5 separate regions of the Sus scrofa genome follow, and all the other regions are linked to region 3. Evidence: chromatin contacts called from public Hi-C and HiChIP or PLAC-seq data. All regions are on one chromosome and are shown on one strand. Each heading gives the region's core, a stretch centred on a gene start, on an enhancer-like site or on the middle of the called end of the contact. The rest is flanking DNA. Distances are from core to core; before and after follow the strand shown.

Region 1 (2,700 bases), core at 29-2,528, 350 kb before region 3:
GGCTGATAGTTAGAAATTACAAAATTTTGGAGTTCCCGTCGTGGCTCAGTGGTTAATGAATCTGACTAGGAACCATGGGGTTGTGTGTTTGATCCCTGGCCTTGCTCAGTGGGTTAGGGATCCAGAGTTGCTGTGAGCTGTGGTGTAGGTCACAGACGCAGCTCGGATCTGGCATTGCTGTGGCTCTGGTGTAGGCCGGCGGCTACATTTCCGATTGGACCCCTAGCCTGGCAACCTCCATACGCCATGGGTGCGGCCCTAGAAAAGGCAAAAAGACAAAAAAAAAAAAAAAAAAAAAAAAAAAAGAAATTACAAAATTGCAAATTTGACTCCTTAAACAAGTTTGAGAGCTGCTCTCCAAAGATACAGGTTGTCGAGAGAGGTGGGAAGTGCCCCATCACTGGAAGTATTCAAGCAGAGGAAGTGGCTTCAGGGATATTAGAGGGTAGGAATTACCCACAGTCTTGTTGATAATCCGTATCTTGTGTAAATGAGCAGTGGAATAACCTAGATCGAATCTCGGTCACATTAAAAAAAATAATAGCATTAAAGTTGGTATTTAATCCAAAGCCACCTGTTTTCAATTCTGAGCAGCCCAGAGACCTGCCAGCACGTTTTTGCAGCCTCAAGTCACAAGACTTCCTCCCCTGCCCCCTCCTTCCTTGAGCCTTAAAGGTCACATGTAGGAGTCCCCTGGTGACCAACTGGGTTAAGTATCCGACGTTGTCACTGCTGAAGTTCGGGTCCCTGCTGCAGCATGGGTTCGATGCCCGGCCCAGGAACTTCCACAGGCAGCATTTGCGGCCAAGAAAAAAAAAAAAAAGGTCATTTAAGTTACACTCCAATATGAGCAACAATGCTTTCATGAGGGAGCTGCCAGCATCGGGCAACGTGATTTTCTCTTTGTTAGTTCTTTCAATTAACCCCCAATTCAAGAACCCTGTAATCCCCGACGATGTGTGTCCTGTGTCCGGGGATCCTCAGTTTACATCAGCAGCGCCCCCTCCCAGGCCATCTCTGGTCTGGCGCTCGCAGCTGCAGGTGAAGAGCGACAAAATCTCCCTCTAGTGGCTCAAGTGAGAACACTCCCGAGCCCTGCAAAGACCCAAAGCGTTAGAAGCCAGGACGGACAAAGACTGAGCCACTCCGGGGCACTTCCACCGCGTTGAAATCCCATCGACTGGCCGAGTTCATCCACACGAAGGATGGGCGCAGGGCGTAGCCTCCCAGTCCCGTGGGCATCGCCGCGCCTACCAACGGCCACCTAGCTGGTGGCCCGGGTTGCCCGCGTTCTCAGCCGCCACGAGAGGTGCTGAGCTCATCTCATTGTTATTTGAGGGGAAGAACCTGCTGGGCTTTTCTTTAATCCTGAGGTCCGAGTTCTCTTCACTCCTCACCCACTTGCTATCTTCTGAAGCTTTTTGTGCATGGGGGGATGGGGGTGATGACGACAGGTCTGTGACTTTTACCCCAAGGCAGCTGGATATTTTCCCTTTTGGTTACTCTTGTGGAATGAGGATATCCACGTCAGATCTGAACATTTTTGAGCCCTCCCTCAGGCTGGGAGGTACTGCCTTTCTCCCAGTGAATTTTTAATCAGCTTTTATGGAATTTGAGAGAAGGTGGAATTCAGGTTCGTGGATTTACCCTATGCTACTGCCTGTGAAGGGTGAGAACCCTGGGCTCCCTGTCCACCCCTGCTATTCCTCATCCCTGCCTGTTCAGAGGAGAGGGAGCCTGCTTTCCTGCGAGCTGCTGCCAGCTTTCTCCCTCCCTTCCCAGGAAAGAATTCCTCCCAGATGCTCGGACCCAGGCCACCTCCGACCAAGAGGGAGTCCTGGCTCCTAACCACTGGAGGAGCCACAGCTTTTCAGTAAGGTGGCGTCAATCCCCAAATGCCCCACAGATCCTCTGTGAGGGACAGCTCTGTTTTAGCCATCAGCACTTGGTTGGCTCAGTCCTGCTGCAGATAGAAAAGGTGCTCTGAAAAAATGGTATCAGTTTGTGTAAAGACTGCCACTGGATGTCCCAGGACTCCAATGACATAAAACATCTTAAAATATGAGAACAAAAATAATGTTAACAAAACTTAAGGTGCCCAACGTATTTCTTTCCTGCCTCTTGGTTGGTGGTCATGGGCGAAAGAGCCTGGGAACAAGTGAGGCAGGGGCAGATCATGAGGCCACAAAGCTTACATTCTTAGCGGCCTGCGTGGATCTCAATGAGGCCATGCTTTGCTCCGGCCCCAACTCCTTTCTCTCTGAAGCTCTGGTTATCATCAGAGGACCCCGTTTCTTTTCTCAAAGAGCCAGTGGGCAGCAGGGCTCTCCCGGCTCTGGCAAGTCATGTACTCTAAACCCCAGGTATCTAATTCACATCGCCCATCGAGAGCCCTGGCAAGTCATGTACTCTAAACCCCAGGTATCTAATTCACATCGCCCATCGTCCACACTGTAGGGCAGGCATTGTAGAAATGGAGGCTATGAGTATTTTTCTTGCCCACTCCTTTCACCAGGAAAGAATCACTGGGCAGCAGAAACAGAATCTTGTAAGACGCTAAAACATTTCATTCACTTTGGGTAAAAGGAGTTAATCTCTTGTACTAAGAGCCTTCGCTAAAGCATGTCAGTGTGGAAGAGAGCTGCTGTTCCTCCCCATGAGTGTGGCGCTGGAGCCTCCTACTGGGGATGGCCAAATGAA
Region 2 (2,725 bases), core at 76-2,575, 330 kb before region 3:
AAGGTGACTGGAGGGGGACTGCTGGGGGGTGTGTGTGTCACCATCCAGGGTGGTAACAGCTGCCTGACGCAGTCTCATCGTAAGCCTGACGTGGCATTCAAAGCACTCGGGAGTTAAAACACTGGCACACTTCTAGGTGTGGTCCCTTGTAAAAGCCAGACTTCCTTCCTTGGTAGAGAATGTATGGGGGTTTTGGTTCTGCAAGACAGCCCTCACCCCCCTGGCCTCCCAGGATGGTTCCAGCGCTTTTGCTTTCATGGCAATGATTTACTCATAAGCTTCCAGCCTGTGGAGGGAACAGCTCAACAATATGCACATTTAGACCCTGCTCTACTGTACACACTGGGTGAGGGAGACGTGAACACGTCACAGTCCCAAAGGTATGATCACACTGTCTTAGAGGTACCAGGAGCATCGCACGTGTCTTTAAGTATTTCTCTTGTCCTAGAGGTGCCAAAATTTTCTGTTTTTAGTACAGTAACAGGGCTTAAGACAAACATTCAGGAAACGAAACGGGCAATAAAAACCCGTGAAAGATTTCCAGCCTTTTTACTAGATTTGTAATTTTTCCTCTAAACATTACCTTTTCTGTCTCCTCGCAGAGGATAAGGCCCTAGTAACTTTCCCTATGTAAAGAACATTCCAGAATGTGGGTAAGAGCAGTTTTCAAGCCCTCCTGGGCATGTACCCAATCTGAAAAGTCAAAGTAACACAGAAAGCAGATGTAAAACAAGCTTAGGTCTTTGGATGGAGTTGGCCAGCAGTCATGTACGCACTTCACTGGAGCTCTTCCATGACCCAGGCAAAGCTCTGGACAATGTGGCCGAATGATGCCATTGCAACAATGGGAATGTGCATGAACATGGTGGTGACCAGACACTTTTTTTTTTTTTTGTCTATTTAGGGCCGCAGCTGTAGCATATGGAAGTTCCCAGGCTAGGGGTCAAATCAGAGTCACAGCTGCTAGCCTACACCACAACCACAGCAACACCAGATCTGAGCCACGTCTGCAACCCACACCACAGCTCATGGCAATACTGCTCCTTAACCCACTGAGTGAGGCCAGGGATCAAACCTGCATCCTCATGGATACTAGTCAGATTCGTTTCTGCTGAGCCACGATGGGAACGCCGACACTTTTTTCTTTTAAAAAACTCTCTGCCCTTAGCACACAAGGACTTATTCAGACTCCATTAATATCAAGAAGAGGTCCAGAAAGAGTGATGTGATCACACTGCCTCCTGCAGTATTGAATATATGCATGGCCTTGGTCCAGGGGTAACCTTGTGTGCGCTTCCCACAGAATCAAAAACAGAGCGCAGCAGGGCAAGCAGCCTGTGGAGAACTGCAGCTAACATGCCATGTGCATTAGTCTTCTTGGAGGCTGTACTCTCTTCCAGGAAGGTACTGGAAGAACATTTTTTTAGACAAATCCTTGAATCGTGACCATGAGCGACAGTGTTTTTGCCTTGGGCACATCTCCTAATTTGGACATCAGTTCTCACTAGGACTTCTCATCACTTGTTTCTAACATCCACTGGGTGGGAAACCACCACTGCATGATTTCTCCAGAATGGAATTTTTATCAAGCAAATAGGACGTACTTATTTTTGAGTTCTATGGAATTCACCTAGATTGTCCCACAGAAGTTTTCAGTTTTTTGACCCTTCTTGGGGTCCTTCCAAGCAAAACTGACTTACTGCAAAACAGCCAGTGCTCAAAGTCAAGGTAAATCCAAAGGACAAGGCTTCAACATTTTCAGGGAAAAATGAGACTGGGTAGGGATGGATAGAAGGAAAGGCCTCATGAGCAATTTTTTTTAACACCAACTATAAAGTAATGCTTGAAGAATTTACCATAAGATAATGAAAATACGGTAACATCAGACACAAAAGCACCAGATTTTTTAAAAGTAAAATCAGAAAGCGGATTGCAGAAAACATGGTGCTGCAGTATACCGGATTCTTTTGGAACTCTAGATATCTACCACATTACGTTCCATGTCCCAGGTCAGTGTGGGGTATGCCTGGCCTGGGGAACCCAGCCACACCACCCTGATATGAAAAGTGTGTTGGCAGAGGGATGATGGGTGGCATATCAGAAGTGACAACTCATGGAGTTCCCGTCGTGGTGCAGTGGTTAACGAATCCGACTAGGAACCATGAGGTTGCGGGTTCGATCCCTGCCCTTGCTCAGTGGGTTAACGATCCGGCGTTGCCGTGCTGTGGTGTAGGTTGCAGACTCGGCTCGGATCCCGCGTTGCTGTGGCTCTGGCGTAGGTCGGTGGCTACAGCTCCAATTCAACCCCTAGCCTGGGAACCTCCATATGCCACGGGAGTGGCCCAAGAAATAGCAACAATAACAACAACAACAACAACAAAAAAAAGACAAGACAAAAGACAAAAGACAAAAAAAAAAAAAAGAAGTGACAACTCATGTGTGTAGTTGACCTCCTTCTGCTCTACCATCTAGAAACCTCCTTAAGAGTGTCACACTGTTCAGCTTGTCAATGTGCAGAAAGTGTCTTTTGGGGACTGTGTCTAATACAGGTTTCTCTTCTCCTTGGCTAATGTCACGGGCAAATCACCAGTCGTGCAAGAATCTGAGTGCTCTGATGCAAATCATCCTGGGTAATTCTGTGTATGCCGGCTAAGCAACTTGATCGTTACATAAACCATCCTCTGACTGTATTTAGGAAATGCTATGTCTGCCTAGCAGTGAGCCC
Region 3 (2,700 bases), core at 22-2,521:
TTCCTGTTGTGGTGCAATGGAGACGAATCTGACTAGTATCCACGAGGATGCGGGTTCGATCCCTGGTCTTGAATCAAACCGAATCTTCGTGGATACTAGTCGGATCCCTGGACTCACTCAGTGGGTAGGCGATCCGGCGTTGCCCTGAGCTGTGGTGTAGGTTGCAGACATGGCTCCAATCCAGCATTGCTGTGACTGTGGTGTAGGCTGGTGGCTACAGTTTGACCCCTAACCTGGGAAATTTCATATGGTGGGTGCGGCCCTAAAAAGACAAAAAAAGAAAAAAGCCAGAATACTACCAAACGGCCATACATTTTGGGAACCCGAAGAGGCACTGCACGAGTCCTAAAAGCGAGTAGTAGATGTTTAATATATGCAGTTGTGGTAATAGAAAGTTTGAATGGACATTGACATTTTTATCAGCACATACATTTAAAAAGAAAGCCAGTCTTCCAATACAAGGAAAGAGTAATGTGTTCCTTGGCACTCTAGAATGGAGGGCCCAATCTAGAGCCCCACAGGTCAAATCTGGCTCTCACATATTGTGTTTGCTGACATTTGTTTGCTAGATTATTACGTTCCTCTGCCTCCTTGTTACCCAGAGCCACCCTGAGCCATGCAGATATTTGCATCTGTAACTCCTGCTCTAATACTTTCTAACGCTAAACCATCCCAAAGAAAGAAAAACATTAAAATAAATACTTAAATAATTCAAAACGAACACATCCTGACTTTGAATATTCTCTCTCTCTCTCTCTCTCTCTGTGTGTGTGTGTGTGTATATATATATATAAGCAAATTGGATTCAGTTATGTTTTCTTTCTAGCTGTTGTATTCTTTTGAACTATCTCAATGCGCTGAGCCGGCCCTGGCCCCACCCTCAGGTCTCCCTCCCTCTCTCTCTTGCTCAGAACCTTTAAGGCTTGAGTGTTCTCACCCTTGCCTTTGCTAGGAGCTCCTGGTTGCTTGAGTGTTCCTTTTATCCCGTTCCGTTTAATTACCATGCAAACCCTCTGTTGAGCTTTTAATTAACAAGTTATCTTCATCTGAAGACTGGAAACCCTGGGCTCTTTCAGCATACATTAGACAGCTAAAATATGAAATTAAAGAAAACAGAGTTTTAGCCAACAGAAACAAGTGACTCATTTCCTTGTGAAAACACACCAGGTTTATGTTACTCTGGCAACGATATTCCAGAACAGCGTCCCTCCCCTCCCCTCTTAGAGCTTGTATGTGTTCCTGTTACAGTCTGTGTTCTGTGGTGACCTAATAGGGAACCAAGTCACTCATTGATTCATGAGAAAAGAACACTGCGCTTTCATGCCTATGGCTCAACCTACGTCCTTTTGACCGAAGGAAGGAAGAAGAGTTTACTTTGTACAAAAGCGAGGAGCTGTGAGAAGAGACAAAAAACTCTGGACCGAGTGCTGTTCTAGGGTCGAAGTGTAGTCCTGCTGTGACTTTCAAAACACCATGACTGGTTCCAGTATGTTAGAATTCTAAGTGCCTGTTTTTCTAACGGCATCTGATTAAATCATAGTGGGCAGCAGCCTGTGTGTGTGCGCCGCACGGGGAAATGAAGATTTAGAGGCTCTTGCGCAAAGACCCCAGATGTTTCTTGGGACGCGCATCATGGGCGGGAATTTCATGGTGCTTAGGGCCAAAATTTCAATCCAGATCAGGGAGGCCTGCCAAGGCAGAAATGCGTAAAACAAAACCAGTTGCACTGATCGTCTTTTCTTCTAGGTTTTAAGCTCCAGGAGGTACTCAGAAAGTAGTGGAGAGGATCTTCAGTATATTAGGTTTTACTCCAGATGTTATTTAAAAATTGGAGTCTGGATGAAGGGAGGGCTGCAGGGATTTTAAGTTTAGAGACATCTTGAGCAGCTTTATATTTTTATTAAAAGTGCAGTGAATTGTGTAGCTATTAGAATGTAACAGACTAAAAATTACTGGTGTTTGAAGATTTTTAGTTTCTCTCTTGTACTAACAACCTGTCTGCAAAAGAGTTTTTTCAGCTTTGCTCAGTCATTTTTTTCCCCCTCAAAAGTGTCTTACCAGTTCTCTTGGCTTTGGAGAGAGACTAGGAGAACAAGCAGAGAGAGAGAGAGAGGTGGGAACAGTGGGAAGATGTGGGACAATTTAGTGTCAGTTTTATGCATAATGTCAATTTATATAATGAAGGACTAGCAGAGGGAAGATAAATCAAAAATAGCTTTTAAACAAGTCATATAGGCTGGAGGTAGAGAAGGAATTATTTTTTTCAGAGGATTTGAGGGGAAGGATCTAGGGATAATAGGTCATCTATGTGATGGTAACAGATAGGAAGGGAGAAAAAAAAGAAAGTTTTAAGAATTGCTGGGACTGTAGTATCCTCATCAAAGTTCAGGATATATAAGAAAAGAACTTGATTTATTTTAAAATTGAAACTAAATTGAATTGCAAGGATTGTGTATTTTTAGCCACAACACTGCTCTGGGACGTGAACCATGTGGGTCATGGTATTATAAATAATAAAAAGTATTATAATTTAAAACATTGCTTGACAAAATTTGAAATAATTCCCACTGGAAAGATAGCCTTGACTTGGGAGAATGTTGAGTAGAAATTCTTTTGTATTTTTTTTCTGTGTGTGGTACCCAAATATTAAGGCAGAAGGCAAAAGTCAACGACAACTTAGTAGTTCAAAACATTCTCATT
Region 4 (2,700 bases), core at 142-2,641, 270 kb after region 3:
GGAGCCAGTGTTGCCACAGGCTATGGTATAGGCTGCAGATGCAGCTTGGATCTCACATTATTGCTGTGGCTGTGTCGTAGACCAGCAACTGCAGCTCCGATTCAACCCCTAGCCTGGGAACTTCCATACGCCTCGAGTGTGGCCCTAAAAAGACAAAAAAAAAAAAAAAGAATCATCTCTTCCTGTTATATTCTTCTGTATTTTACAGGAATTCTTAGCTACCTCCCCGTCCCAGATTCATGGATTCCTATGGACTCCCTACAAGACATGCCTAAAAACTTCTGAGTGTGTATGTAAAATGGTGTGCAAGTGTATGCTTTTTCCTAGGGTATGAGTCCATAGCTATCTTCAGATTGCCAAAGATGCTCCCAGATATCAAATAGTTGACCCACTGCTTTATAGGACTGATTATATGTAAATTCTTGCTCCCTGTTGTTGAAATTAGTTTTCCCTCTGATACACATGGATACTAAGTGACCCAAGCAACAGGATTATCAAGTTAAGAAATAAAATGAACAGACATTTATTGAGCATCCTGGGTGATGACAATACAGTGAACACATATGCATTCCTCACACAACTCTTTAGAAAGTAGCGTTGTCTCTATCTAGGTTTCTAATAGCAGTACTAATTATTGAGCACTTACTATTTGATAAGTACTCTTCTAAGCACTTCACATATGGTAGCTTATTTAAATCTTACAACACCTCTATAAAGTGGATTCTGCTATTACCCCCATTTTTCAGTGGAGGAAACTGACTTTTTATGAAGTCCTCTTCCCTCATTTCTGCATCCTAATAACAGTAACAACAACAACAACAATAATAATAATAGTTTGCTTTCATTGAACTCATGTGCCAGGCACTATTCTAAGCACTCCTTTTCCAGACAAAGAACCTGAGGCACAAAAAAGTGACCTTCCCAAAGACAGCCAGCCAGCAATAGACAGAGCTAGCATTCAAACTCTAGTCTGGCTAGAGAGCCCATACCCAGCCATGCTTTCTAACTGCCACAAGTTCTAGCCTCCAGCTTAGGGAATAATTATTGATTCTGTGGGCCCTAGTTTCTGTGGATGCCCACCTCTAGTCTAACGGATTCCTTTTCTTTCCTCTTCTCAAGCTCCATTTCCATACCAGGCTGCAGGGGTGGCCCCCACGTTTCCACAAGCATCTGTATGCTCAGCTTATGCTGCATGTGGGTCCTGGGTTACAATGTGCCTGGCCACCCTTGCTCTGTCCCAGTTCCCAGCTTCCCGGACCACACAAGGTCACACCAGTTGCTCAGGGGCTCTCAGATGCATTTACAATCATAGACACAATAGGCCTGGCAGCCCTGCTGGCTTGCAGAGGAACTGGGCAGTATCACATTTCAAATATTGCCTCTGAGTAATGCTGAGACCATTCAGAGCCCGGTTAAAAAAACACAGTCACGACTCTCCTCGGGACACGGGCTGTTGATTTTGTTAGGTGAGATCACTTGAGGAATATAAAACGCAAGAGAAAGAGTGGCAAAAAGGAAAAACAATAGGTTGGTAGAAAGGGTCATACAAAAGTCAGGAAGCGGTGAAGGAACAGCCTGGCCACAGCGTTCCATTCAGTTTAAACCTAGGGTTTAAGCGGTTAAGGAAAAATCAATCCGTACTTGTTTCAATTCCTTCCCAACTATAAAACGTTTACTTGCATGGTGGCTTTGTGTGTGTGTGTGTGTGTGTGTGTGTGTGTGTGTATCAACTATGACTTAAAAAACCTGACAGTAGCCAAACGCTCAGCACACACACAGCAAAGGTTTTGTGTTCAAAGCACACACCGTCCATACAGCTAAGCATCTATTGATGCTGGGCTTTTAATGTTATGCAAGACTTTTTCCTTCCTTTACTGGCCACTGAGTGACTGTGCTGATTCAACATTTTATAGATGCATAAATTTCCCTTTAGAGGCTGTGCCGAGAATGTGTGCCTCCCTGGGCCAGTTTCTTATTGAAATCAGATGATGCAGGCAGTCTCTCTTGCATTTCAGTGAGAGGCTGCCCCCTAGTGAATATTTTCAGCTATACACTAAACCGACAAATTTATTGTTGCAAACACTGCAGAGGTTTCTCCACACAAACGAGAAACGTCCTTCAGTTGTCAAGGAAGTGACAGTGTTGTGTAATTTAACCATCAATCAGATGTTGCTTTCCTTTCAACTTCCCCCAGCCTATTTTTGGTAGGTTTCAGTGTTCTGTAAAGTTTTCTTTGATAATTCAAGATGTCTCTGATTTTTAAAAATACACACAATGATATATTCTTTTTTAAGCCAATAAAAATATTTTCATGGAACTAAGGGTAAGGGGTTGATGATCAGCATCCTTTCCTGTTCTGACAGTGAGTTGTACATGTATTTCATTTCATTTCCACTTATTTTATTTGACTATTTGGCGATAGTTTTCCTAGCTGGGATAATTACATAGAGCAAAAAAATTTGCTTTTGGAAGGTAACTATAGGAGTTCCCGTCATGGTGCAGTGGTTAACGAATCCGACTAGGAACCATGAGGTTGCAGGTTCGATCCCTGGCCTTGCTCAGTAGGTTAAGGATCCGGCATTGCCGTGAGCTGTGGTGTAGGTCGCAGACGCAGCTCGGATCCCGCATTGCTCTGGCTCTTTCGTAGGCCGGTGGCTAAGGCTCCAATTCGACCCCTAGCCTGGGAACCTCCATATGCCG
Region 5 (2,700 bases), core at 201-2,700, 300 kb before region 3:
AGGTTACTTTTCAAATATCTCTAAATTTGTTACTCCTTTTAAAAGAAAAACTAGAACTCTTACACACACACACACACACACACACACACCCAGTAACAGAGAACTGTGTCAGAGTCTGTAGAAACTGAATGTATTAAACTCCAACACCGAAAATCATCAAGGCCTGCTTCATTCAAAACAAGAACAACGTGACAGAGAGTAAAAGTAAACGTACTCTCTGAAGCAAAGAGGGTTATCTGAAACTATTAAAACGGAGTGTGCAAACTACCTAGAAATTTCTCCTGATTCTGACATGAGCTGAAAACGGCAGGAGTCAAATTGGACATTTCCTAGACTGAACACGAATGTTGGCTTTGATCCAGAACATGGCACCAGCATATTGATTTCCAAATGCTGTCAGGCCATCCTTTTCTAAAGTAATAAATCCTGACTGCCCCACGACCTTGAAAAGCCGGTGTGAAGAACAGACAGAAAAGGAAAATGATATCTATTTTACTCACTTCAGTTCTAAGAAATCTGGGGATGTGATACAAATGTATCATTAGTAAAAAATACACTTGGGCTGGATAGGCAAGGGAATGCTAATGTAGCCTGCCAGCACAGTTGATGTTTCTAAACTTAGATGTTTCATTCAAGGGTCACTCGTGACAATGGTCACGTCTCTTCAGGGCGGATCTAATGGAAAAGGATAAATAGGGCTCCAATGCTGGTTTCCTACTGATCTGCTCCAAATAAGACTATCCTTAGACACTGCAGATAAAGATAAGCAATCATTCCAAAGACAGAGCAATACCGCTCTAAAAATTTCTAATCTTAAAGCTTAAGAAAATCAGAGAAGAATTATCTTTATGTGGGAAAAAAAAAAAAAATGGAGCCAAAGTGAGCCAAAAGCTGTTAAATTACTTTAGTATCAGTTTCACAAAATTTCCATATTTCAATGAAGGTAATAAGACTCTCTCTCTCATGATAGCTTAAATTTGCTGCATCTTCCAGAATGTACAAGTATGAGTGCTGTGAATAAAGACTGGGGCTAAAAGTACTTCTTATTTACATGACATAATCAGGATTTCCCAATCTTGTTGTTTTGAGAAATCTTGCATCATAGGAGAGGCGCTAATGGAAAGGGGACATATCATTCCCATTCTTTAAAAGAACAAAAAAAACCTAGATTCTAGAAAGGCAGGTAAGGCTTATGGAGCTAAAGCAAAATTCCAGAATGGACTGGATAGAGAGACTGGTGAAAAGAACAGGCACCAGAGAAGTCCTTCCCAGGAAGACACCCATGGTGAAACTTTTGCTCTTTCTACCCTGGGGAGTAGTGAGGAAGTCAAGGTTGCTCAGAAATGCTACAAAGTATATTTTGCTTTGAGCTAAATAAAAATCATTATTTGCTGGTGGATTAGACAAGGACATCTGGGAAGAGGAAATGTGGTTTGGATGAGTGGGTAACTAGCTAAACAAGTGACTGAGCTAGTCTGATGGTCAAGGCCGACGCATGTAGGGATGTGTCACAAGGCTCTGTTCTTGGCCAGAACTTTTTCAACATCTAAAAATTGGCACAAATCGGGTCACTGACTGCACTCTTATTAAATATATGAATGTTCCAAAGCTAGTGGGGAATGGTGAATGTAAGGTGGTAGAAATAGTGCTTGGAAATTATTTCAATAGGCTAGAATGAATTCTTGGCCAAAGCCAACACTATAATATTTAATAGGGAAAAATAAGCCTTACGTATAAGTTCCAAAGGGAGGGATAATCAACTGTATAACTTTAGGGAAAGCCTTGGTTTCTCACATGAAAATACCTGGCTTTTCTGGCAAGGAACAAATTCAAGTTCTCTAGATGAAACAGATATAGGTTGCACTGAGAAAAATATACGATCCTGATCTTAGAAAGAAATTATGCTTTGGGGGCTCTTTGCTCACCATCTTCTGACCCCCATAGTGATGGGCTGAACTGGGTACCCCCAAAAGATATGTCCAAGTCCTAAGCTCCAGTGACTGTGAATGTGGTCTGATTTGGACATAGGGTCTTTGCAGATATAACTGAATTAAGATAAGGCCATTAGGGTAGGCCCACATCCAATGTTACAGGTGTCCTTCTAAGAGGGAATCTGGACCCAGACAGAATCACAGGGAGAAGGTATGTGTTGACTGAGATGAGCCCGGGGATGCAGCTGTGAACCAGAGCACTAAGAACTGCAGGCAAAGCACCACCAGCTGTACGGGGAAGGATTCTCCCTTAAGCTTTCAGAGGGAACATGGTTCTACTGACACCTTAATTTTGGACTTCTAGCCTCTAAAACTGTGGGATAATAACACATTATTTTAAGTCATCAAGTTTGTGGTACTCTGCAACAGCAACCCTGGGAATTCACACAGCTCCAGCTGCCTTTTGATCCTGTATAAGGCCCTGCGCTTGTCCTGCTCCATCTTCATCTTCTGCCCTTCAAGAAGTTACTTCACTGGGGAAATTCAGTCTCATTCTGCAAGGCTCAGTTTCATGGTTCTCTCCAGTAGCAGCAAGCCTTCTCTGACCTTCCCTGACCAAGCTAAGCGCTGCCTCTGCACTGGCCCGAGGCAGTGGGTCCTCAGTGTTCTTGGTGCAGCCCTCGGCCCGCTGCTACACCAACCCCATGTCTGCATCCGCATCACATCAGTCTGTGTTCCCTCAGACTGCTTTCCTCTTAGCATCTCAGGC

Evidence for each region. A called contact is a pair of places that touch in the nucleus more often than the background predicts. HiChIP or PLAC-seq counts read pairs in DNA pulled down with a chosen protein or histone mark.
Region 1: a contact with region 3 is called in an H3K27ac HiChIP or PLAC-seq map of skeletal muscle, with 6 times the contacts expected there. The contact joins two enhancer-like sites. A contact is called at or near these places in 2 of 47 Hi-C or Micro-C datasets (heart right ventricle and subcutaneous adipose tissue) and 1 of 2 datasets of contacts at active chromatin or transcription factors (skeletal muscle).
Region 2: a Hi-C map of embryonic fibroblasts shows a contact between it and region 3, with 2.5 times the contacts expected there. The contact joins two enhancer-like sites. A contact is called at or near these places in 2 of 47 Hi-C or Micro-C datasets (embryonic fibroblasts and heart right ventricle) and 2 of 2 datasets of contacts at active chromatin or transcription factors (alveolar macrophages and skeletal muscle).
Region 4: a Hi-C map of embryonic fibroblasts shows a contact between it and region 3, with 4 times the contacts expected there. The contact joins two enhancer-like sites. A contact is called at or near these places in 1 of 47 Hi-C or Micro-C datasets (embryonic fibroblasts) and 1 of 2 datasets of contacts at active chromatin or transcription factors (skeletal muscle).
Region 5: an H3K27ac HiChIP or PLAC-seq map of alveolar macrophages shows a contact between it and region 3. The contact joins two enhancer-like sites. A contact is called at or near these places in 4 of 47 Hi-C or Micro-C datasets (embryonic fibroblasts, retroperitoneal adipose tissue, skeletal muscle and 1 more) and 2 of 2 datasets of contacts at active chromatin or transcription factors (alveolar macrophages and skeletal muscle).

Annotation. Positions count from the first base shown.
Region 1 is chr15:67,189,158-67,191,857 of Sscrofa11.1, forward strand. No RefSeq gene overlaps it. Among named protein-coding and RNA genes, the nearest start is that of ITGB6, 70 kb to the left of the region's middle. Within about 2 kb of position 1,279, at least 40 of the 83 cell types and tissues checked have an H3K27ac peak or open chromatin away from gene starts, as enhancers often do. A contact at or near this core is called in skeletal muscle and subcutaneous adipose tissue, where this site is marked.
Region 2 is chr15:67,213,071-67,215,795 of Sscrofa11.1, forward strand. The region is part of intron 6 of RBMS1 (RNA-binding motif, single-stranded-interacting protein 1); the gene reads right to left. Among named protein-coding and RNA genes, the nearest start is that of ITGB6, 94 kb to the left of the region's middle. Within about 2 kb of position 1,326, at least 7 of the 83 cell types and tissues checked have an H3K27ac peak or open chromatin away from gene starts, as enhancers often do. A contact at or near this core is called in embryonic fibroblasts, where this site is marked.
Region 3 is chr15:67,543,625-67,546,324 of Sscrofa11.1, forward strand. No RefSeq gene overlaps it. Among named protein-coding and RNA genes, the nearest start is that of RBMS1, 140 kb to the left of the region's middle. Within about 2 kb of position 1,272, at least 43 of the 83 cell types and tissues checked have an H3K27ac peak or open chromatin away from gene starts, as enhancers often do. A contact at or near this core is called in alveolar macrophages, embryonic fibroblasts, retroperitoneal adipose tissue and 2 more, where this site is marked.
Region 4 is chr15:67,815,095-67,817,794 of Sscrofa11.1, forward strand. No RefSeq gene overlaps it. Among named protein-coding and RNA genes, the nearest start is that of TANK, 150 kb to the right of the region's middle. Within about 2 kb of position 1,392, at least 33 of the 83 cell types and tissues checked have an H3K27ac peak or open chromatin away from gene starts, as enhancers often do. A contact at or near this core is called in embryonic fibroblasts and skeletal muscle, where this site is marked.
Region 5 is chr15:67,246,426-67,249,125 of Sscrofa11.1, forward strand. All of the region lies in intron 2 of RBMS1 (RNA-binding motif, single-stranded-interacting protein 1), which reads right to left. Among named protein-coding and RNA genes, the nearest start is that of ITGB6, 130 kb to the left of the region's middle. Within about 2 kb of position 1,451, at least 15 of the 83 cell types and tissues checked have an H3K27ac peak or open chromatin away from gene starts, as enhancers often do. A contact at or near this core is called in alveolar macrophages, retroperitoneal adipose tissue and subcutaneous adipose tissue, where this site is marked.